5 separate regions of the Mus musculus genome follow, and regions 1, 3, 4 and 5 are each linked to region 2. The links are chromatin contacts, called in public HiChIP or PLAC-seq and promoter capture Hi-C maps. All regions are on one chromosome and are shown on one strand. The core of a region is the stretch at or near the end of the contact, and the rest is flanking DNA. Distances in the headings are between cores, read along the strand shown. Region 1 holds the start of H2bc22 (H2B clustered histone 22). Region 2 holds the start of Trim27 (tripartite motif-containing 27). Region 3 holds the start of Pom121l2 (POM121 membrane glycoprotein-like 2 (rat)). Region 4 holds the start of H4c11 (H4 clustered histone 11). Region 5 overlaps Prss16 (protease, serine 16 (thymus)).

Evidence for each region. Promoter capture Hi-C pulls out the DNA fragments that hold promoters and counts their contacts. HiChIP or PLAC-seq counts read pairs in DNA pulled down with a chosen protein or histone mark.
Region 1: a contact with region 2 is called in a promoter capture Hi-C map of pre-B cells, with 7 times the contacts expected there. The contact joins the promoter of H2bc22 here to the promoter of Trim27 in region 2. A contact is called at or near these places in 18 of 39 promoter capture datasets (the 3T3-L1 cell line, 3T3-L1-derived adipocytes, the C10 cell line and 13 more), 2 of 484 Hi-C or Micro-C datasets (B cells and bone marrow-derived macrophages), 16 of 115 datasets of contacts at active chromatin or transcription factors (the 230-238 cell line, the SCID.adh cell line, bone marrow-derived macrophages and 13 more) and 4 of 9 other capture datasets (adipose tissue, embryonic stem cells, liver and 1 more).
Region 3: a contact with region 2 is called in a promoter capture Hi-C map of erythroid cells, with 8 times the contacts expected there. The contact joins the promoter of Pom121l2 here to the promoter of Trim27 in region 2. A contact is called at or near these places in 3 of 39 promoter capture datasets (erythroid cells, liver and pre-B cells), 1 of 15 datasets of contacts at CTCF or cohesin (large pre-B cells), 13 of 484 Hi-C or Micro-C datasets (B cells, CD4 T cells, CD8 T cells and 7 more), 17 of 115 datasets of contacts at active chromatin or transcription factors (the 230-238 cell line, astrocytes, bone marrow-derived macrophages and 11 more) and 2 of 9 other capture datasets (adipose tissue and liver).
Region 4: a promoter capture Hi-C map of the HPC-7 cell line shows a contact between it and region 2. The contact joins the promoter of H4c11 here to the promoter of Trim27 in region 2. A contact is called at or near these places in 13 of 39 promoter capture datasets (3T3-L1-derived adipocytes, the C10 cell line, the HPC-7 cell line and 11 more), 2 of 15 datasets of contacts at CTCF or cohesin (large pre-B cells and pro-B cells), 14 of 484 Hi-C or Micro-C datasets (B cells, CD4 T cells, the G1E-ER4 cell line and 7 more), 31 of 115 datasets of contacts at active chromatin or transcription factors (the 230-238 cell line, DN3 thymocytes, the SCID.adh cell line and 19 more) and 5 of 9 other capture datasets (adipose tissue, embryonic stem cells, liver and 2 more).
Region 5: an H3K4me3 HiChIP or PLAC-seq map of bone marrow-derived macrophages shows a contact between it and region 2, with 2.4 times the contacts expected there. The contact joins the enhancer-like site here to the promoter of Trim27 in region 2. A contact is called at or near these places in 6 of 39 promoter capture datasets (the C10 cell line, cranial neural crest, embryonic stem cells and 2 more), 1 of 15 datasets of contacts at CTCF or cohesin (large pre-B cells), 1 of 484 Hi-C or Micro-C datasets (embryonic stem cells), 14 of 115 datasets of contacts at active chromatin or transcription factors (bone marrow-derived macrophages, embryonic stem cells, large pre-B cells and 6 more) and 3 of 9 other capture datasets (adipose tissue, liver and macrophages).

What each region holds. Positions count from the first base shown.
Region 1 is chr13:21,785,208-21,789,644 of GRCm38.p6, forward strand. H2bc22 (H2B clustered histone 22) reads left to right here and starts at 2,281. Exons shown (of 2, transcript NM_178202.2): 1 at 2,281-2,684; 2 at 3,817-4,006. The coding sequence starts at 2,308. The coding sequence ends at 3,856. It overlaps H2ac22 (H2A clustered histone 22), which reads right to left and starts at 2,041. Exons shown (of 1, transcript NM_178184.3): 1 at 1,567-2,041. The coding sequence starts at 2,011. The coding sequence ends at 1,619.
Region 2 is chr13:21,177,588-21,182,411 of GRCm38.p6, forward strand. Trim27 (tripartite motif-containing 27) reads left to right here and starts at 2,344. Exons shown (of 8, transcript NM_009054.3): 1 at 2,344-3,327; 2 at 4,397-4,492. The coding sequence starts at 2,908.
Region 3 is chr13:21,978,410-21,982,910 of GRCm38.p6, forward strand. It overlaps Pom121l2 (POM121 membrane glycoprotein-like 2 (rat)), which reads left to right and starts at 2,772. Exons shown (of 1, transcript NM_001162928.1): 1 at 2,772-4,501. The coding sequence starts at 3,152.
Region 4 is chr13:21,732,019-21,736,945 of GRCm38.p6, forward strand. It overlaps H4c11 (H4 clustered histone 11), which reads left to right and starts at 3,016. Exons shown (of 1, transcript NM_178210.2): 1 at 3,016-3,438. The coding sequence starts at 3,078. The coding sequence ends at 3,389.
Region 5 is chr13:21,998,954-22,003,367 of GRCm38.p6, forward strand. It overlaps Prss16 (protease, serine 16 (thymus)), which reads right to left. Exons shown (of 12, transcript NM_019429.2): 10 at 4,193-4,372; 11 at 3,973-4,118; 12 at 3,223-3,857. The coding sequence ends at 3,801. Among named protein-coding and RNA genes, the nearest start is that of n-TQctg1, 4.5 kb to the left of the region's middle. Within about 2 kb of position 2,773, at least 64 of the 459 cell types and tissues checked have an H3K27ac peak or open chromatin away from gene starts, as enhancers often do. A contact at or near this core is called in bone marrow-derived macrophages and pre-B cells, where this site is marked.

The DNA.
Region 1 (4,437 bases), core at 1,031-3,530, 610 kb after region 2:
GTGTCAACATTTTTGTTACTCTTGGAAGTAATGCCACCTTTAATTTTAATAGTTTTTGTAAGTATATTGTGAAGTGTCCAAGCTGTCTGTTAATGACTCCATTCTCCGGGGCTTGTAGGTTGTGAGTGGTCTTGGCATCCTGCAGAAAAGCCTCAAGAATCTGCTTTCCTTGCAACAATTACTTTAAAACCAAAAAGCATTCTACTTATGGGAAAAGCACAGGCTCTGTGCACATTATTTGAAATTTTATAACACAAAACACTTGAGTCCTATTCTCTTTTTAATGAAAAGAGATAAAAACAGGAAGAAAAAAGAAGAAAAGAAAAGAAAGAAAAGAAAAGAAACTTCATCTAACTTTAAGCTTGGTACCTGGGACCTGCAAATTGACTTGACAAATGGCATCTTAGCAGGGAGAATGATTTATAAAATATATACAGAGAAAGCTTTGCAGCAAGCAAGCTCAAGAAAACGTAAAAATGAAGTTTACTGGCTCTTTTAAGGATCTGGAGAATAAATACATGGGAAGGTAAATACACAAACTAGTAACAGGAGAGGCTAACCAGCAAAAATCCTCAATGATGGGCATTATTTTTGGTAGGTCAGAGCACAATAATGGAAATTTTTCTTCATGGCATTGTAAAGGGAGACTTCTGTCAAGTGTTTCACCATCCCTGTGTTCAGTGTCATCTTCAATTAATCCTTATACCCAAGTGATATACTTGGGGTTAAACATTAAGTCCCCTATATAAAGTAGTTTGAAACTTGGCCGGTTTGGTTGCCTTGAGCATGTTTAATCCTGCTAATATTCTTCTTGGTGAGACTGAGTTAAATACTGAAAGAGATTGGGCCTGTGAAAGAAATCCCTGGCATTCTACTCTCCTGGATTCTCCTTTGCTTCCAAACATAGGTACTAAAGCCAGAATTCTTCAGTAAAGGGAAAAGTAGAAACTAGGGCTCCACTCTAAAAAAGCAGTAATGTGGGGACATTCATTCTTTATCCTTTCAAGAGCCTCATTCGGTACTGATGAGGAAAGACAGTTGCTGCACACGGGTCAAGAACCTGGACAGACCAGGCTTGCTGGAGTTTGCCTTTGTGCTAGACCAAATAGGTCAAATCCTGGATACCTTCCAAACGGCTTACATTCACTTTGCCATTAAGAGGTGGACTCTTTTCATGTTGCCAGTTTGCACATGTTTATCTTATAAGACTGCTCCTGTAAACTAGTTATGTATTCCAATATGGTTGAAAATCAATACAGGATGCTGTCATATGGTGACCTTAAGTACAAATTGCTGTTACTAGCTAACATTGAACTTTAGCTTTTGTAAATCAAAGACTGGCAGATAATAGCCTTTAAATATAATGGTTTTAAATTTGTAACCTATTTGCAACTCTGTAGCCACTTAGGGGAAAAGGTGGTGTTTTTATCTCTTTTCATTAAAAAAAGAATTGGACATGTTACCAAAATCACCTTGATAACTGAGGATCGGAGAAACAGATTCCTTCTATAGAAAGTAACAAAAAGTAGCAACCAATAAAGCTTAAGCTCCTTAAAAAGACAAATGTGTTAGCTCTGAAAAGAGCCTTTGTTTTTTAAATGATCAGGAAACAATTGTCTTATTTTCCCTTGGCCTTGTGGTGGCTCTCGGTCTTCTTCGGCAGCAGTACGGCCTGGATGTTGGGCAGGACGCCGCCCTGCGCGATGGTCACGCGGCCCAGCAGCTTGTTGAGCTCCTCGTCGTTGCGGATGGCCAGCTGCAGGTGGCGCGGGATGATGCGCGTCTTCTTGTTGTCGCGGGCCGCGTTGCCCGCCAGCTCCAGGATCTCGGCCGTCAGGTACTCCAGCACGGCCGCCAGGTACACCGGGGCGCCGGCGCCCACGCGCTCCGAGTAGTTGCCCTTGCGGAGCAGCCGGTGCACGCGGCCCACGGGGAACTGCAGGCCGGCCCGGGAGGAGCGGGTCTTGGCCTTGGCGCGAGCCTTGCCGCCCTGTTTGCCGCGTCCAGACATTCTAAACAAAAAGAAAGAACTGACAACTGCAAAGGCCAAAAGTGGAGGAGCTTGGCCTTTATAGGATTCTCCAAGCGCGAAAAAGAGCCTACGCGATTGGCTGGCTTCTTCTTTTCGTCTAGACCAATGGGAGGCGTTTATGCCGAAGCGTAGTTCCATTGGGCGCTACGCCATGAAAATTTGAAAATTTTAACCAATCAGAAATGTGTATCTCTAAGCCTCATTTGAATAACGCCTTATTAAAAAGCGAAGGGCTCACGGCGCAAGTTGTAGCGTGGTAGAGTTCCTGACCTAACATGCCTGAGCCTGTTAAGTCCGTTCCCGCCCCGAAGAAGGGCTCCAAGAAGGCCGTCACCAAGGCCCAAAAGAAGGATGGCAAGAAGCGCAAGCGCAGCCGCAAGGAGAGCTACTCGGTGTACGTGTACAAGGTGCTGAAGCAAGTGCACCCCGACACCGGCATCTCCTCCAAGGCCATGGGCATCATGAACTCGTTCGTGAACGACATCTTCGAGCGCATCGCGAGCGAGGCGTCCCGCCTGGCGCATTACAACAAGCGCTCGACCATCACGTCCCGGGAGATCCAGACGGCCGTGCGCCTGCTGCTGCCCGGGGAGCTGGCCAAGCACGCGGTGTCGGAGGGCACCAAGGCTGTCACCAAGTACACCAGCTCCAAGTGAGTTCGTCTGACTCACTCCAAACACAAAGGCTCTTTTCAGAGCCACCCACATTCTCAAAACAGAGATGGATTGCTTGTTAAGTGATTCTACCTTACTCGGACATATTAGTTACTATTTTTTAGGGTTAAGTAAGGGTTTTTGTCTTGAGGTTTTGTTTTGCATTTTTATTTTAATCCTAATATTGTTTTTCTGCCCCCAGCTCTCCTAGAATTCTCTGAAGTCAGGTTAACCTCTGAGATCGAGGGCTGATCTCTCTGTCCTGAGTACTTAGGTTAAGTTCCTGCACCCACACTGTCATTAACAATTGTTTCTAATTAGTATCCCAGAATCTATGAGGATTTCTTAGTTTAAATTTAGCCTGTCTTGTTAAGTGCTACCACCTAATGTCTCAAATCTGCTTTTGAACTCCTGCTGAGACGTCACAATAGATTCTGTTCAATAAGATACCTCATTGGAGCCCCGAGGTCTACATGATTCTCGCTGAAAACTTGAGATGTAGTCAGGCGCAGCTTAATTTGATTGGGTCCTGTTTTCTTGGTCGTTTGGTTTGAAGTTTTGTTTTCAGAATGAATTTCACTGGTTAGCAGTATATTCTCAAACTAATTCTAGCCAGGCTAACCTCCAGATTGGACATTCGGCCTCAGTTTCATAAATCGCTGGAATTACAGGCCTATACAACCAGACTTGTTCTTGCAAGGCCCCAGCTAAGCACCAAGGAAACAAAACTTTCCTCCGTTTTCCTAAGTGTATTCAACTTTTGTAAATTTCTTCTGTTCCACCTTCATTGTCTGCTGGTGTGGTGATGATTGGAATTAGATTGTGGGAGGAAAAAAACCTCAAAAGGATATTGATTGTTTGGGATTGTCCTGGAATTTTTCAGAGGATAAAATACTAAGTAAAGATTAAATCAAACCACTTTAAAGACGAAAAAGCCCTTTTTCTGTAAGTCCTCTAGGACAGTAAATGCAAATGGTGATGACTTAGGTGCGAATATGAACAGCTCAAAGTAGTTAAATATCAATGAGATTTTAGTGTGCCACTGCTAAAAGAAACATTAGCTGTGTATGACTTGTAAGGTCTTAATAAAGCCTAACCATTTTCCTTAATCATCTCCATTAATCTCTATAGAATCCTGTGGAACAAATTCTATTATCTTCCTTCCTTTTAAAGTTGAGGAAATTAAAATGATTGTACGGAAGCTGCAACATAAATAGAGGCTTGTCTGAGTGGAGACCGAAGTGTGAACTACCCTCCACAATATGATCCTGAAAAAGAAGTATTTAATACATTATAAAAATAAAGGTTTCAATCTATCCCATTATGTAATACAGTCTCTTCCATCCCTCCCCTTCCCCCGCCCCCGCCATATGAGTTTGGGGTTTGGGTTTTCCACGGAAGATTGGTACCTTTGGATCTTTGATTTTGTGTGTGCTCTGTAACAAGGCTTCACTAGAAAACCTCCTTCCTCAGCCTCACACTGCGCTTACAGGCTTGTTTTAGAGTTAGATGAAATTCAGACTGAATTCTTGTGAGGGAAAGTGAAGTTTTCTTGTCTCCTTTCACTGTGCCATGATTAACAATGTGGTGGTAAATAGATTAGCCAGAGAAGTTGTGAGACCAAAACAGGAAATACATTGTTATTAACTCTCTATACCTCAGAAGAGTAAGTTTGTTTCCCACACCTAATGTATCCTGCAAAGCAGGTCTTTCAATGTACTCATCTTGTGGCTCCATGATGTATGATGCTCA
Region 2 (4,824 bases), core at 1,094-3,593:
AAAGGTTAGCAACTATACTAGGTATTGTTACCATATGTGGTTTTCCCTGGTGTCATTCTCCACCAGCCCACCAGGATAAAGTGGGCAGAGCCGATGAACAGGGTTTCAAAAGGCTTGTGAATACAAACGGAAATGACAGTCCAGCATCAGATCAACTTTATTCAGGGGAACCAAGGGCTCTCTATCGTTGCAGAAGGAAGTAGGGATCTCCAGGGTGGACAAAGGTCACTGGCTGAAGGCTAGGTAGAGATGCCTCATTAGCCTAGGGAGGCATTCCAGGAATCTCAGGTGCTTGCTGGACAGGTTTTTACGTGGAGGAAGGAGAACCTGTAATCTCACCACTGCTACGTGCAGTTCTTCAGGTAGATGGTAAGGGGGAGGAGGGCATTTCTAAGCTCTCCAGACAAGGTCAGAGAAGAAGAAGCCCTGCTGACAAAGGGAGTCCACCATTTTGTACCAAGCTCAGTGGTTTTTGGTAATGTCAGATATCAACCTTAGCAGCAGGGTTTCTCTGACAACTATAGTTGATTAAAAAAAAATTCATAGCAGCAATTTCATTCATCTAACTACTGAATCATTTCCAAGTCATTTGCAAACAGATAAGGTATTGCAATAATTTAGGCCAAGGTGGAGGAACAAACACAAAAACTGCGTGGATGGGTCTGAGACGAGCACTTGCCTAGCTTAACGTCCTGGGTTCGAGCTCTAACACTGAAAACACTGGAAATGAGTAGGCAACTCAGCCATAAAGCTCATGACAAGCCTACTAAATTAGTGGAGAAAGAGAAAACAGTTATCGCTTGAGAAAGGAGGGAGCCTGTAGCAATCCTGGAAGGGGGAGCGCTTCCTTTCCCCTACTTCCTCCACCTTGCCCTACTTACCTGGCTTGTCCAGGCCATCTGCCTTGAGGTTAGGAAAGCAGAGACCGCATGAGCCCTGGATGACAAAGCTAAAATCCAGAGCCGCACTGATGACCTAAGAACACATATCTGCCACCTGCATTTTTCATAGTTCTACACCGGCTTGCAAAACTGAATTCTTCCTTCTGGAGTAAGACTGGCACTTTCAATTCCTTTCAACTTCAGTTTTGTAGCAGAGTAGACTACAGTGTAGCCTAGGACAAATATTCTACCATTTACTGGAAGTGTGCTGAGTTGTTTTGAGCCTGGAGTTTCAAAGAGCAGGTGGGGAGAATGGAGGTTTGGATGAGCGAGACTTGTTAAGTACCTCGGATTTCTTGTCCCATAGGGAAGAATCAAGCAGAATCCAGTGAAGTGATGGCCTGGATACAGAAATTCCCTGTTGCTCAAACACAAGGGCAGGCACGGAGTCAATCCCAAAGGAGAGTAGGAAAGGCCATGGCATAAGTGACAGCGCACAGAACTGAAAACCTATTCTGTGATAAGAAACCAGGCTACAAGACCTCCTCCGGTCATCACAGGACTCTCGATTGGGCAGAAACAAGCAAGTTTTAGGTTCTACTCAATGTCATTCGATGTACTGGGTGCTTCATTTAAACTAGCGGATAAAGATCTTTATGCTCAAGCTGTGGTTTGTTTGTTTGTTTGTTTGTTTGTTTAAAAAGGTGTAACTCCTTGATGGGGAAAATTCCTGAAAGCAATAGGGTATGGGAGCTCAAGGAGGGCACTGAACTAGATTGCTGGGAGTAAGAACTTATTAGAAGAGTTATTAACGTCATGGGCAGAAGGACAACACTACAGTGGACAATCAGAATTTTTGGCCCCAGCGCCGCAGGGCCCAGGCTGGAGGTGAGGGGTGGGGGTGGGGGTGGGGGTGGGGGAGTGTTCTGAGAATGAGGCCCACGTGGCAGAATCCGGGTTGTTTCTTCGAGGGTCTCATAGGAACCCACAGCCACGTAGGTTCCTCAGCAGGTGGCAGGGAAGACGAGAGAGAAGTGTGTCGCCAGGCAGCCCTTTGACACGTCGGGTCTGGCTACTCACTTGAGGAAGTGAGACACTGGGCACCTGAGGAGCCTGAGAAGAAGTTAGGGACTCACAAGCGGGCTCTCGGTGGGGTGGCTCCCTAGTAACGGTAGAGCTAGGGAGATGGGGGAGGACTTCATGGTCTGGTCAGCACTCTGGTCGGGATTCGATCGGTCCCCATTTCACACGAGAAGAAAATGAGGCTCGGAACGATAAACCGATTTACTTTAGGGTGGAGATAGAACTGGGCTTCTCCGTTTCTGCCCCTGAGAAAAGTTGCTGATGATTAAACCCTTTTCTAGCGATTGTTAACGCCTGGAGCTGGGTGTGTCACACTGGGAGGGGCCTAGCTGGTCTCCCCGCCCAGCTTTCCGGCATTTATGCAAAGCCATCTTACTTTTAAAGGAGCCGAGGCCTAGCCACTAAGAGGAAACTCAGCAGAAGACTACGGGCCCACAGACGCTTGGAGTGACCCGACGCCACTGCCAGGGGACACTCTGCTCCCACTGCACGCGACAGCCACGACCGACTCCCGGGCTGGGTGCCGGGGACCCAGGACTGTGCAGAGGAAACCCGCTTTCCCGCCCCGAGAGAGCAGAGCGGCGCGGGAAGCCAGGCCCCGCCCCCGGCCCACCTCTTCCGCTCGGCCCTGAGGAGTCTGCGCGGCCGCGGGACCCCTTCCGACGCGGCCACGTTGCCCGGTGAGCCAGCCCGCGGCGCCCGGTTCCCGACTCCCCTCGGCTCGGCTCTCAGCCGGGCTCCGGGGCCCAGGCCTCCTCCCCGTGCTGTCGGTGAGGAGCAGCTGTGCGGGGACGGGTCTGGCCGCCCGAGAGCTCCGCGCGCGTCTGCGATCCCCGCGCCGGAGGCCCCGCCCCGCTCCGGAGCCGAGAAGCGGAGCGAGCGCGCTGAGCTCCGACAGAGCTCGGCTCCGGGCTCATGCCCTGCGGCCCAGCCGGCCCGCGCCATGGCCTCCGGGAGCGTGGCCGAGTGCCTGCAGCAGGAGACCACCTGCCCCGTGTGCCTTCAGTACTTCGTGGAGCCTATGATGCTCGACTGCGGCCACAACATCTGTTGCGCGTGCCTGGCCCGCTGCTGGGGTGCCGCGGAGACTAACGTGTCGTGTCCGCAGTGCCGGGAGACCTTCCCGCAGCGCCACATGCGACCCAACCGGCACCTGGCCAACGTGACCCAGCTGGTGAAGCAGCTGCGCACCGAGCGGCCGTCGGGGCCCGGCGGCGAGATGGGCGTGTGCGAGAAGCACCGGGAGCCTCTGAAGCTGTACTGCGAGCAGGACCAGATGCCCATCTGCGTGGTGTGCGACCGCTCGCGCGAGCACCGCGGCCACAGCGTGCTGCCCCTGGAGGAGGCGGTGGAGGGCTTCAAGGTAGGGCCGGGCCGGCGGACAAAGGGGCGAGCCGGGGGCTTCCTGGTTTGATACCGAGAAAATGGCGAGCCGGACGTGGGGCCCACCGCCGTCATTTCCTCCCTGTCGGCTGCGGAGCCTCCGCACTCAGACTGGGAAGGAGAACCTGTAGCTGGCGAGGCCAGGAGCACCCCCACCCCCACCCCGAGCGCCCCTGCTAACCGCCTCTACGCGTGCCGCGACTGGGACGGCGCGAGGAGACCCTCCCTTGACAAAGGAGATGCACATGGAGCCAAGTACACTTCCATAGGCCTTGAACGCCTCGAACTCGCTCTGACCCAGGATACCAAGCCAGACAGTCACTGTTGGCTGGCTGAATTCACATCGAGCAGTGCCCATCACTTAATCTGTGTCCCCAGCACTTCCCTGTAAACCTGTTTTAGAACTGAATGGAAATGAACAGAGCTTTTTACTGCTTAAGTAAATCATTTAGCCACTCTCAGACTCGGGAGATGGCTTATTGTGAAGGGGAAGTGAACTCACAGGACCTTTGTGGAGTGTTGAATAAACACTGGCACAGCTACACAGTAGTACGAAAACGTTACATATAAAGTAGCTCTGAAGTGATAATGATCTTGAGGGCTGCAGGGATCTATACCAACAGAGTTATATATTTGTTTAAGTGTGAGTTCATCCAAATGTCAGTCACGTTTACAAAGCTGTCACCTGTATCATTTCACTCGCTGGAGATAAGTTGTAATTTAGTAATGTTTACTGATTCTTTGAGGAAAATAAATCTTTTTTTTTTTTCTGTATTCATCTGAGAAATAGCTTACCTTTTGAGCCTCCTTACCCAGATGTCTTGTAACCGCTTCTAGGAACTGGTAGGTGGCTAGAGTTTAAATAACAAATTGCTAACACACTTGCTGGCCCCTGTGCTTTGGGCTCTTCCCAGGAGTGGCATTATGGTCTGAGAAGAGAGTCCAGCGGGGCCTTGGCATCTGTAGTTTGGGTTCATGTGTGAAAAGCAGAGTATTCTGATGCTGAGATCTGCAAAATCTTGAACTGGCCGACTATTTACTTTCTTCAGGAGCAAATCCAGAACCGACTGGACCACCTAAGAAGAGTGAAAGACTTGAAGAAGAGACGGCGGGCACAGGGGGAGCAGGCCCGAGCTGAGCTTTTGGTAAGGGTCCAGATCTCCAGCCTGCAGAGGAATTGATTGCATTAGGATAGTAAGCTTCTGAACTGCTCTGAAAATCCCTGACAGTTCTCGGCCTTGGCAGGGGTGTAGTGAGAAGCCTCTAAGCAGAGCCTATCAGCTTTGGGAGGTTTGTCCAGAGAGAACTAGCCCCTGGGAATCCCGAACCCTGGGCCTGCTTCTTGGGTCAGACACTAGCCAGTTTAAGTGGAGTGGGTGCAGGCTTTCCGGGCCTTAATTTCTTTCTGTTGGAATAGAGGTCAGACCTAAGAAACCTGTGGATCTCCAGCAGCCAGTGCTGCCGCTTCTTCCCTTGA
Region 3 (4,501 bases), core at 1,522-4,021, 800 kb after region 2:
CAAGCTCCAGTCATTTATTTTTTTTCTCTTAACCCCCTTTTATACCCTTAAGACAAAGTTTTCCTTTTAGAAAGAACATTACCTCATAGCCACAAGTTACACATTTTCTAAAGACAGTCACCAGAAAACCATGTTCTTCAAAAACAGACTAAAATCATTACATGAGGAAATTAGGATAGGTTATTGATTATGCATTTCTTATATGAAACATATCTATCAGCATCTATCTTACGTCTTATTTTTGAAGTTCTGATTAGCTAGGCTGGCTAGTCATCTGTTTTCTGTTCTTATACTCAGAATTATTTGCTCTTTATCATAACCTTATTATTTCCTGGTGCACATCCAAAAACCTGCTACCTCATCCCTAGATCCCAAGATCAAGGAACTCTGGCCAACCTAGTGCATGTGCTCACTCTGATCTTTAGCTTGTCCCAAGCCTATTCTTGCCGCCTCTACAATTAGGAGCTTGTAATGCATGAACGCTCACTGTATTCCTTTCTCTAACTCAGCAGCTATCAGGAAGGGGCACACTTTATTCTTGATTCTAACTGAAAACTTTCTATCAACTGCTGACTTTCTATCAATTACCCTAACTTACCCAAAATTTTAAAATCAAGCTAACTTCCCAAAACTACTTAAATCAATTCAGAAATTCCATAAAATCATTAATCCATCTAGACAGCTTTATCTCAAGAATTTGATCTTTATTTTGATCTGCAAGAAATTTACACAACAGAGTGGGCTGTCATCCAGGAAATAATCATATCAAGTTATAGGCAGCGGGGGTCTCCTGGGGTCCACTCACATTAAGCCAGATAAATGCGCAGTGACAAACCTGAGAAAGCACAGCAGTAGCAAGAAGCAAGCCTCTGGGGTTGTGCCACATCGCAGTGGGTGATGGGCAGTCTTAGGGAGCTCACCTGCCCACTTTACCACTTCCTGCATGGTTTCTGCCACCTGGCCTTTTCGTTTATAAGAAGGAACCCTGACTCTGCCCCGTGGGATTGCTTCTCCTCTGAGCCTCTGCTATGCTCTTCTGTGTTCCTTAGTTAAACTTCTTAGCCCCAACAGTCTGCTTCAGTGTCCCCTTGAATCCTATACCCAATCTCTAACTTTGCTTCACACTGGCCTGGCCTGAAATTCTTTTCTGTGGTGAAGACAAAGATTCAGCCTTACCTGGATGGAGGTCTCTGAAAGGGAACTGTTGGCTTGGCCATGGGGTTTTGTTTGTTTGTTTGTTTGTTTTTGTTTTTGCCCCTGCCTTTGCTGGAAATAGACTCAGCATTAAGATAGTACACAGACTTCTAAACTGGCTCTCATGACTTCAACTCTTTCCTGGCCATTGTTGTTCAGTTTGGTTCTTTTAAGACAGGTCGATAAAAAATCCCAATAGTCAATTTTTACTACTTAAAAAATAACAACAATTGGGCAATGGTGCACACCTTTTATCCCAGCACTCAGAAGGCAGAGGTAGGTAGGTCTCTGTGAGTTCAAGGCCAGCCTGGTCAACATAGAGTGAGTTCTAGGACATCCAGGGCTACATAGAGAAACTCTGTCTCAAAAACAAAACAAAACAAAACAACCAAAAACCAAAACCAAAACCAAACCAAACCAACCAAACAAAAACAAAACAAAAGATAACAACAATAGCACACAAATCATTATACTGTTACCTTTCTGTCCTCTCCTTTATTCTTCCTTCTGCCCCAGTCTTAAGCAACCAGCAATCATTCCTGTGGATTTGCAAACTCTGTTTTGTTACATGTGTGGTGAACTCCCACAATTGAATGATTTTCTCAGCATACATTGTAAACGTATGTCCCATTCAGTCATCCTCACTCAAATTTTAGTTCACCTCCTTCCCCAGTTTCTCTATGCAACCACCTCCTGGGGACACTTAATAGCTGGATACAGCCCTATTTATTCCTACCCTCCTTACATGCTAGGGGCATCTCAGTGTGAACTTCTAGAACTGTTTCACATTTGTAGATAGATGCTCTATTGTTGAGACATAGAAGTTTCTACTTTCTATATTTCCTGAATGTCTTACAGTAGCTCTGTGTATGTGTGGGGTACTTTCGTGTGCTCATGGAGAGTCTCTCCACCTTACTTAAAATTTTAAAAATTACATTTCGTGTATACAGTGTGTATGTATACACAGTATGTATGTATATACAGTGTGTATGTATACACACACACACACACACACACACACACACACACACACACGCTATTGCTATATTGTGTATTTGGAGCTCAGCGGACAGCTTATGGGAGTTAGCTCACTCCTTCCACCAAGTGCATGCTCAGACTTGGCCATCTTGCTTGTCAATACTGTTTTGAGAAAGTGCTTGGTTAGCTACTTGTTTTGTTTTGGGTGAAATGTAAGATTCTAGCTCATGGCCAGGCAGAGTTCTTTGATACTTTGGTCCACTGGCCAGCATAGGGGTGTAGAGTGAAACTTTCTGTATCCCCCTAAGAAGTCAGTTTTACCTTCAACTTCTATCAACTTGTTTAACACACTAATTCTGCAAGTGAATAGAGGTTTGGTCGGGAAGAGGAGCTCCAAGTGTCTTCTAAATAGACCCTTTCCCGCCAGGGTGCAAGGTTACAAATCCTGACTTTATCCCCTGAAGGTATGATGCTGGGTTTGGCCATGAGGAGGCTCTGATAGAACTCACAGACATTACCTCAGCTGGCTGCTGCCTTTCCCATTGACAAGTCACAATGCCCTATAGCCTGCCTAAACAGTTCCATCTTCCTCTGGTCCTGTGCCCTCTCGAGCACACCCACTCGTTCCCTCGTACGTTCACTCGTACGATGAAGGGATTCAAATCACCCAGAGTCGCTTCCAGCTCAGAGTTTGGGGAACTGGGACGCGCACCAATGCGCATCCAGGTCCAAGGCCGGGTCCTGCCTGGATGCTAGACACCGAGCCCCCATGAGCTCTGCCAGTGTGGTGCTCAGACCGCAGATCCCAGAGCGGGCTGACGTGGTTGCCGTGGCCCGCGTGTCGCCAGCTCCCCAGTTCCCTCGCGCTTTTCTGGCGCTCGTGGCCCAACCGTCACTCGAGCAGCGGATGCTTGGATTCGGCCGCCTCCGCCGAGGTTGAAACGGGGCTAGAAGTCACCGCCCGTCCGCGCCTCTCAGCATGGGCAGCTACCTGGGCAAAGCGGGGTCCTCGCCGCGGTCCCCAGCACAGGGGCGCGCAGACTCAGGGGAGAAGCCTGCGAGCCGCCGACCCGCTAGGCCCCTCTACCAGGTCCACCGGGTGCAGCATGTCCACCGCGCCCAGCCCGCTCGGAGACACAGGCCGGCCCGGAGGCCGCCCAACTGGGATCCCGCCAACCCTACCGCTTTCGTCAGTGAGGCCTGGAGGCGCTTCCCCATGAAGAGGCCACAGAACCCCATCATGGGCTCTCTTCCTTCAGACTGGTGGGAAAGTTACCTGAAGCGTAATATTTGGTCCCTTCGTCACCCTCGGGCCACATGGAGTCCGGTGACAGTCAAGATCTCGCCTCCTGAGCGGAGACCACGGCCCTTGTTCCCGGTCTCAAGAGTGGTGAACTCCGCGGGACCTTCAGAGGAGCCACCAGGGCCCTGTGGAAAGGACCCGGTGCTGAGGGCCCTCCTCCAGTGCAGGAAGGGCAGAGCCAGGTGGGAAGAGCCACTGTTCCCGGACACCTCCGACAGCCAAAGGCATTCGGCCTCCGTATGGTCCGCCTTTAAGCCCCTGTTGAAAAGTGGGGCCACTGTTTCGTTTGTGGCCAGGCCTGGGTCTCTGAAAAGGAGACCCCATGTCCAGAGCTCAGATGATAAATGTAAGAGATCCGGTTGCTTCTCTGGGGCCCTTGTGGCCAGCATACATACCCAAGGCCCCCCCAGCACAAAAAGAAATGCTATTACCAGTTCTTACAGTTCTTCTAGAGAGCTCTCAGGATCTTGGAAGAGACATTTTCTCAGGACATTAGTCCAGACTCCAGAATGGCCATTGAAAAAAGCAGGAGAGAGTCCTAATTCTCACCTCTCAGTCACACCCAGCAGCTCTGGACAGCTAAATGGAGAGATTCCTCTACTGCAGTCTGGCCCTAGGGACCTGCTAACTATACCTTGCCAGCAAGGTCCTGTTGTCACTGAAGAGGACCCAACATTAGAGGGGCAAGCTGTGCCGAGCAACCAAACCACAGAAGCTACAACCGGGACAGCCGGAGACTCCATTCCAGAGATGAGGGCTGGAATTCAGCCTACCTTGTCTCTCAGTCGGTCGTCTTCTGAGAGAGTTCTTAGCACCCACGTGAACCCTCAGCTGGAAAGCTTGAAGAATATGCCTGCCCCACTCGGGTGCTCACAGTTAGAGCACATCCAAGGCATCTCTTCAGACTCAAATCCCTCAATTGCTTCCACCCAGGCGTCTCCAAGCTCTCCCACAACACCAGTCACTGATTCCACCTGGCTATCTTCAATCCCTCGGGCTCACAGGTCTGCTGTGCCCCCACACTCA
Region 4 (4,927 bases), core at 1,766-4,265, 560 kb after region 2:
CCCCTTTCCTTCCATAGGATAGAGTGGCTATGAGCTATTAGGAGGATGTACTTCAAATCAGTGTAGATGTTAGCATGTTGTCCTTTGGCAATACGGAGTGAGCTGGTTAGAGCCTATTGTGAAAACGTTCCCACTGGGAGGTAGTTTGTCGAAACCAGTTCAGCTGAGGTGACAACCACAAAAGCTGGCTGTGGGGTTGCTGAGTTATCTAAAAGGGAACTTCCATCCACAAAAAAATAGATGTGGGAAGTGGTACTGGAAGAGAATGGAACAGGCAGTATGACCAGGTTTAGAGTAGGTCTAGGGGCCAGAGTGGCTTGGCAGTTTTCCAGGAATAACAGATGAAAGGCCTGGACCCATGAGGGTCCCAGGAGAGAGAGAAGAGGGCCTCAAGGGATGGATAGGTGTTGTTGGAGTATAAAGTAACAGGCTGGAGCATGGAGACTTTGAGAGCCTCTTGGGAGAGTTCAGCACCACTGCTAGAGCCCGCAGAAATGGCTGCCACCCGCACACAGTAGGGTCCATTTGTCTACACAGAAAAGCGACAGGTGGGAGGGCATAACAGGTTGGGCCAGGACACCTGTTGCTGCCCCCAGCCTCTCATCAATAAAGAGGTAGTAGGGCCAAGAAGACTCTGAAAGAGCTATATAGCCACGTGAGTGAGAGTCCCATTGGGGGTTTCCTTGGCCACTTGGTATAGTGGCTTAGCCATAATAGTAACACTGGGGATTCAATGTCTGAAGAACCAGGTCACAAAAATGAAAGAATCTGATCACAACCATTGGGGGCTGTAGGTCCCTCAGAGGCCACACACAGTTGCAGATAAGGGTCTTAGAGCCCTGGCTAAGTTGAATCCCCAAGTATATTATGGCAGAAGAGCACAGTTGACTTTAGACACGAGATGCTGCGGTGTCTTAGGGTTTCTGCTGCTGTGACCAAAACACAAGTTGGGGGGAAGGGTGTTTATTTGGCTTACACACCCAGATCACAGTCCATCATTGGAGGAAGTCAGGACAGGAACTCAAGCAGGGCTGAGGGCAGGAGCTAATGAAGAAGCCATGGAGGGGTGCTGCTTACTGGCTTGCTTCTCATGGATTGCTAAGCCTGCCTTCTTATAGAACCCAGGACTACCAGCCCAGGGATGACACCACACAGAATGGTCTGGGCCCTCCCCAACCTATCACTAATTGAGAAAATGCCTTACAGCTCTATCCTATGGAGGCATTTTCTCAACTGAAGCCACTTCCTTTCTGATGACTCTAGCTTGTGTCAAGCTGACACACAAAAGCAACACAATTGCTCCTTGTCAACTTGACTCACAAGCACAGCACTATCAATCGTCCACTAGATGGGTCTGGTCTGCTTGCTGGCTGGCACACATTCACACTGTGTGAGAGTGAGAGTGGAGGCCTGGATGATATAAAGGTCGTGCCTCATGTTAATGACTGGCGAAGGGACCGGAACGCCTTAACACTGGCAGACCGGTTGACAGAGAAGGATCCTAGCAGTTTTTCAATCTGGGGAGGTCTTGAGGAGGAAAAGGAACATGAACTCAACAACACCCTCAACTCCAACTGCTTCCTGGAGAGGGCAGAAGGGAGCACAGGTTTGGTGGGACCCTGTATAAGAGGCTACAGGGGAGATTCCAGGGGTAGTAGGCCAGTGTGGATGGGGCCAGGGTGTGGGTGTCAGCAACGAAGTAGAGGCAGGAAGCAGAGTAGGCAGGGAGGGTGGAAGTGGATAAAGGGGAGAGGGTTAACCTATAAGTGGAACCTGTAAAGAAGAAGGAGGAGCAGGGAGGAGGGGAAGAAGGTGGGTAAGGGGAAGAGGCTAATTGTGCATGGCCTTTAGCTCAGAGGGGAAGACAGAAGGCATTGGTATAGGCAAGAAGACTTCAGTAAGCAGAGTATGTGATTTTTGGGGGGGGGGGGTGGGGGAGGTGGGGTGGGATTGGGAAAGGATTAGGTGGAATAGGAGAAAGGCCTGGGTGCAGAGAAGAAGGCTGTCCACTAGACAAAGCACTTAGTGTGTAGGAGGGGGAGAGAAGAAGAGAAGGGGTGGAGACCCAGTGATTCAGATGACGGTTGCTCGAGGTCTGAGTCCCTGTATGTCTGAAAATGCTGCAACCTTGGCCTAAGCCATCGAGCACTACAGACGGAGGGACAAGAATTCAGTTCCCCCAAAACGTGAACAAAGGGAGTCCAGACCATTCTTAAACCAGCAGAAAATTTCAAGATCACGAAGGATGTTATAGTCAAGAGTGCCCTCTAGTGGCCATCCAGACGGGTCAGCGTGTACTGAGGGCAGACCAAAGAACAAAGGAAAGTCAGGCATTTTGGATTCCAGCCCACTTTGGATAAATTTTGAAGTAGGCACCCCAAGGGCGACTGAGATAGTGTTTAGACCCTGTCTTGCCCTTTTCCAAGCCAGGGTTGGTTGCCAGAAACTCTTAGGTGAGGGTGATGACATGTTAGCCTGAAGTTTTCTCCAAGCATATGGGGTTGAGGGAAGGACAGCAGACAGGGTTTCCCAGATTGTGTGGTGTGAGCAGGGGTCCAAGCAAACTGTGAACTGAAATCGGCTTAAAGGTTTCTATAAATTCTTATAAACATATTAAAATGGCCTTTTGGAAGTTTGAACTAAAAAAAAAAATTGAAATGCGGTTACAATAGAGAAGGAACACAAGGTAATTCAGAGCACGGTTTGCACGGTGGAAAGTGTGTACTGAGCACCAAAGCGCCTTAGCAGCCGCCTGCAGTGTCCTCTCTGGACGGGGTTACCGGTTGTTAAGGGGCCGCTTGGCTTTCTGTATTTTGTGCAATCAGTGTACTGATTGTGCGCTCGATTCTCCAAACTCTTAAAAGGGCGTGAGGAGCTAGTTCCCTCAGAAAGCACAGACAGGGAAACAAAAGGCGCCCTTTTTCTTTTTGGTAAGTCTTCCCCTCCCCCACGGCCGCGGGCGCAACTTCCCGCCTCCTCCCTGCAGGTTCTCATTTCGGTCCGCCCGCTACAGTATAAAAAGACGGCGCTCAGGCTCCCGGTCAGCATCTCTGTTCTGAGCTGTCCTGAGTGCAGTCATGTCTGGCAGAGGTAAGGGCGGGAAAGGGCTCGGTAAAGGTGGCGCTAAGCGCCACCGCAAAGTGCTGCGCGACAACATCCAGGGCATCACGAAGCCCGCCATCCGCCGCCTGGCCCGGCGCGGGGGAGTGAAGCGCATCTCCGGCCTCATCTACGAGGAGACCCGCGGTGTGCTGAAGGTGTTCCTGGAGAACGTGATCCGCGACGCCGTCACCTACACGGAGCACGCCAAGCGCAAGACCGTCACCGCCATGGACGTGGTCTACGCGCTCAAGCGCCAGGGCCGCACCCTCTACGGGTTCGGCGGCTAAGCTGCTCGCTTACACTATATTTCCCTAAAGGTCCTTTTCAGGACCACCACATCTTTTACAGAAGAGCTGACGCTTGTTAACTGAGAACTGGAGTGAAAACGGCTCGTAACAGGTTGTCCAATCAGAACGAACATGTATGTGCTTAATTTGCATGCGGAACAATGCTAGGAAAGCTGAATAGTCCTGTCAAGTGGTGAGTTCACTAGGTGTTCACATGGTTTCACTCTTTTTATTTGTTCTAGGCAGTTTTATTATACTTGCCCATTTTTCTGCTTCCACCTCTTAAGGATGCTTCCCTACTTAAGTCATTTCATACCTTGCGACAGACCACTTAAGTTCAGGATTTGTACATTCAGTTGTGTAGAATGAGGTTGATCTGGCTTTATAAACTATGCTGTCTCGGATGCAATAAAATTCTGAATAAAACTGCCAATATGGGGGAGGTGTGAATTTCTGAATTGAGTTTTTATAAGCCATAAAACTTTAATTAATAAATCATAAAACGGCCAAGAGTCAACAGTTAATGAAGGTACACTGTTACTACGTTTACACTTCCACATAAATGTCAATAGAAACAATTTAAGTTGTCCAATGCTTGCGTTTAGTCTGTTCCACATGGGAGAGAGCATGTGGTTTTGCTTAATACACATTCTAATTCCATGTATTTTCCTGCATGTTTTATGACTTCATTTTTCTTTAGAGATGAGTAATATTTATGTATGTTTGCTTGATTAACAAATTTTTCATTATCCATTTCTCTGTAGATGGGCAACTAGGTTGATTCCAATTCTTTGTTATTGTGAATAAAGCAGTAATTAACATTGAGGTAAAAAAATATCTCTATGATTCTCTATATTCTTTGAATATATGCTCAGGTTTAAAATAACTTTGTCATATTGGAGTTCTATTTTTAATTTTTTGAGAATATCCGAACTGATTTCCACAGTGGCTGTATTGATTTGTACCCCACCCCGCACCCCAATACCAGTAAATCAGAGTTCCCTCCACATCCTTGCCAACATTTGTTGATGGCTTTCATCCTAACTGAAGTGGTATCTCAAACCACTTCACACATTAAATAGTTTTAATTTGCATATCCCTGATGTCTTGGATTATTGTTGAGCACTTAACAATAGTCACTGACCACTTACCTTTGTTTTGAAAACTATTGATTCAAGTTATGTGCTGATCAGCAGCTTCATTTTTCTAGCATTCACTTCCTGAGTTCTTTGTAAATCCTGGACATAATCTCCAGTCTTATACAGAGCTAGCCTAGATTTGATCCCATTTTGTAGGTTGTCCATTTGCTGTTCTGATTGTTTGCTTTGCAGTAGAGAAACTTTTCATGTTATACCATCTGTTGAAACTTGACCTTAGATCCTGTGCTGTTTTTATTCTATTTAAAAATTTTTCCCTACCACAGTATCTTCAGGGGCATTCCCTTTGTGTTCTTCTAAAAGTTTAAATGTTTCAGGGCTTTGACCCATTTTGAACTGAGTTTTTCACAAGATGAAAGATACAAATTCATTTCCAGTCTT
Region 5 (4,414 bases), core at 1,523-4,022, 820 kb after region 2:
ATGGTCGTTGCTTAACTGGAAAGAGACTTAGGAGGCATCAAAGGCAATTTAAGACATCTTGAATTTTCAAATTGCCTCTCTCTGATGGGGAGAGGATTTTTATACCTGTAGATGGTTTTAGTTTAAAATAAAAGAAGAAAATAAAAAGGGAAAAGGAAACAATGTGGATCTATGGGTGTCTTCAACATTTTTCTAGTTAGGAGATTGTGGTTCTCACTGGGAAGTGCAGACATTAGATCTGCCTTGGTAGTGGTACTGGGGGGTGGGGGGGCGGCAGCCTGTGCTCTGCCAGCCAAACCAGGATTGGACTTCCAACCCCCAGCCCAGCTCCCAATGACAACCTCTGAAAGAGCCGAACTGCAGGCAGTGCCTCCCATTAGCTCCTGTTCTGGTGAGCCAAAGTCTGGGAAGAGCCAGGCAGAGGCTGTGGCACTCTTTAAATAAGAAACTCAGTCTTTCTTTGTATTTCACCTTCTGGATCCTTACAACAGGACGAAGCAAAGATCAAGCAGAGGTGGCATGGGGCAACAAAAAGTTGAGCGATTTAACAATCTGACTCTTCCTCCTGATACAGCTTATTGGAGTTGGTGAATGAATTAGGTCATGAATGCTAACCAACAACCCCTCAAAAAACGGTCTTTCCAATCACACCTTTGCCTCATGCTCCAATTCCTGAACAGGAGAAAGAAAGAGTGCTGAAATCTTGTTAAGACTGAAGTAGCTGCATAGGAGAACATTCTGTATAATTCTACATGCTAAAAATATTTAAAGCATGACCATCCTCAGCTTTTGTAAAACTGTTCAAATGTGTACTGAGGAAATAGTAAGGCCATTCTTGTTCTTAAGTGCATAAAACCTGTCATTAAATTTGCTAAATGTAACTTAAAAAAATTGTATGGGTGTTTGTTTTGTCTCCATGTGGATCTGTGCACCACACAGAGAAATGAGAGACTACTCACTGGTCTGTTAGCTCAATCGCTGCTAACAGTGCCAAGGTGAGGATGAGCCCCTCTGTGCAATGCACAAGTAACATTGAATTCCAGATTTGTTGTTCTTATCTTCCTCGGCTCCCTCAACCCAACTGTGTTTTAGAGTCTCCAAAGTTTTTTTGTTTTTTGTTTTTTTGTTTTTGTTTTTGTTTTTTTTTCCCCCCAGGCAATGTCCTCTCTCCTGTAACAAGTGCTGGGAACACCTAGCTATGTGGGGCAGAGAACCCCAAAGTAGAGCATTCCCTGCTTGATGAAAAACTGGGGGGAGGAGATTAGAAAAGCTAATTGATCTTAGATCTTCTTTCCAAGTCAGTCCTGGAATCGAGCTCCTTTCTCACGTTGTACAGACCTACAAAGTAAAAGAAATGCATTTCTATCTGCACCTTTGTCCTGTGAATTTCCTGGAGGAGTTGAAGGCTGGCTGAGATTACACATCGTGGGCTAACTAGCTCTATGGACTCCAGCACATACTGGATTAGTAAACATGAGACGTGTTCTGTGTCTGACTGACAAGGCTGATGTCATGCTGTGTTCCTCCTGGTCCTTTTTTTTTTTGTTATCTCTGCCAGTCTTACATATGTAAGTGCAAATAGAGCATTTACAATCATCTGGGCTTCATCTAACCCAGAAGTGAGCCTTCATAAAAAAACCCCTGTAGTGCTCACTTAATGCATTTATTTTAATTGTATATCTGAGATTAAAACATAAAGGCAAAAGAAAAATAATAACAAAATTTCTCTGTTCTGATAAAATAAGATACATGTTGCTCTTGCTCACCCTCCTTCCCCACTGTCCTTTGACCTCCTCCTTTCATTGGTCTCCCTTCTCCTCTACAGTCGTCCTCTTTCAGTTGATGTGGTTTCATTAAATTATTGGTTTTGCAAGTCTGGGAGACTTGCCTCTAGGAACAGGTTGGGAAAAGAGGGAGGCTGTGCTTGAGATTTTTTATTTTTTTTTAAAGCTTTTTTAAACCAGTAAGAGTGAGGTCCAGACATGTCACCCTGGACATCTCATCTCGAGACTGGCAGGAGTAAGAATTACTCCCTCCCTGATCTGGCCTGCATGCCCAGAGGCACATAGCCTTACAACTCCCACCTCCACCACTGTTTAAGTAGACACTAGCCTGGTGGCCAACTTACAGGTTTAATTTCCCCTCTTCCTATAAGGACATGTCTAGCAAGCACCTGGAATTCCTCTTCATGTAAATGAGGCATTCCCAGCACCTCAGTCCCAGCAAATGATGTACACTCATCCTAAAATCCCCCAACCCACTTCCCAGGTGTGCAACAGTGCCTGAATACCTGGAAGGCAGGAGCAGAACCGGTCAGACACATGAGACCTATCCAAAAGGCCTGAGAATGTTAGAGCGAAGAAGATTGACCGAATCCATGCAGGTCTCACACTGCAAGGAACTTTGCAGACGGCACATGCAGCATAGTAGGAGGGAAACCCCAAGTATGTGGATTCTGCATGGAGTGCATGATTCTCTTTTTGGGGGGGAAGGGCAGCATGACTCTCTTAACAGATGATAAGCACACACCATGTGCAAGGCCATCACACACGCTACAGTTAGACCTGGTGAGGAAATGTGGTTAGAGGCTAATAAAAGACCCAGGGTGGTTTCTGTAAGCAGAACTAAGGTTAGCCCTAAGTGTTAAAACTTGTTCTCTGGGTTTGAACTTCCTCACAGAGAGAGAGGTTACACCTTTTCTGTCTAGCCTTCCCTCATTCTCAACCTGCCCCTTAGAGTCTGTCACTCCCCTGGACTCCCTATGTCCTAGTATTAGTGGCAGCTGCTCATAGGGGTGAGCTGTGCTACAGCCTAAGAGACTAGCTTTGGGACCAACCCCCAAACTGGAACGTAGAAAACCAGGGGGACTAGCCAGAACTCAAGACTTTTCAGGCAAGAAGCTAGAGTACTGGAGAGTGGTGACATTTGCTTGTGGGGAGAAGAAGGGAGTAAAGAAGGTACTAAAGGAAGATCAAAAGAAGGAGGAGGTTTGTGTAGCCTCCCATTTCCTCCAAACGGAAACACACAGAATGCAGGGACAGACTATTGGTTCCCTTTCCTAGAGCTGTGACCACATAAGTGACAGGAAACACTGAGGGAAGGGCGGGGCTTGCTTTGGCTCGCATTATGGAATACAGCCCATCACAGTGGCAGAGGTATTCGAGCTGGGCTGTGAGGCAGCTGCTCACATCATGCCCACAGTCACAGCAGAGAGAAATGAATGCCGGTGCTCACCATTTCTTTTATTCAGCTGGGAGTTCAGTAATGGGTGTTACCACCATTTCAGGCGGGTCTTTCCTCTTCAGTATAACTTTACTGAAAACGTGCTCAAAGGTAGTCAGTCAGTCCAGGGTTATGTTTCCATGTGATTCTAAATTCAGGTAGGCTGACAATGAAGTTCAACTACCACAGACTAAAACTCAGGAGAGACAGAGTCAGGATGTGAAGAGTTCTATGCAGTAGGTGCCAGTCAAGAATGAAGAGACAGAATTTAAGCCAGGTTCTTATCTGGGAGAAGGCGGCTCCAGCATGGAAAGCCACATTCCCCTGACATTTACCATACAGAATATCACTACCTACAAAGGACAGTAATCATTTGCCTACATTTATACTAATCCGTGACAAAGAACTTCTAGTTGGCAATGAAGATAAATTGAGAACAAGCAGGCAGAACAGGCACTGAGTCCCACGTCTAGGAACTTCCTCCTTCCAAACAGCTGTTTTCTCTTCTACAGTGAAGAAAAATGCCAGGATGCAGTTCCTGTGATGGGACTGTCAAAGGGCTGGGTTTTGATCCCACATCAACTCTGGCTCTTCTTTATATCTTTGAGCCAATCCTGTAATTGCTGGGAGATTTTCTGTGAAGAAGAGATGGAGAACATTCTGGAGTCAGAACTCAGCACCAGTAAAAGATGAGTTATACAAATAAGTATGTGAGTGAGAATATAAAACATTCAGGATCTTTTCTCTTACCTGACGTCCCAGGCGGAGGCTGGGAGAGTCTGAAGGCCTCATAGGTGCCATATCGAAGCAGTGGGAAGCACTAGGAATTAGAAGGGCTGGCTCAGACAGTCCTAAGTCCTGTGTTACGCTCAATACATGCCAAGGATCTGTGTCTCCTGGAAAGAAAGGAGAGGATGGCACTGCACTGAGACTACAATGTTGTAGAGCCAGGCCCTGGTGGTACACTCACCATTAACAAACAGTACTTGGGTGGCTCCAGGGCTCTGACCACCATAATAGGAGTTTGTCTGGGCCACAGCCTGGGCAACAGATGCAGGTGAGAGGCCAAACACTTGTTCACACAGCTCTAGCTGGAAGGGCAGTGCTGGGAGCTGGGAAAAAGGACACTGAAGACCCTCACAGGTGACATCTGTGGAATGAGAATATTTTGAAGTGTAAAGAATACATATAG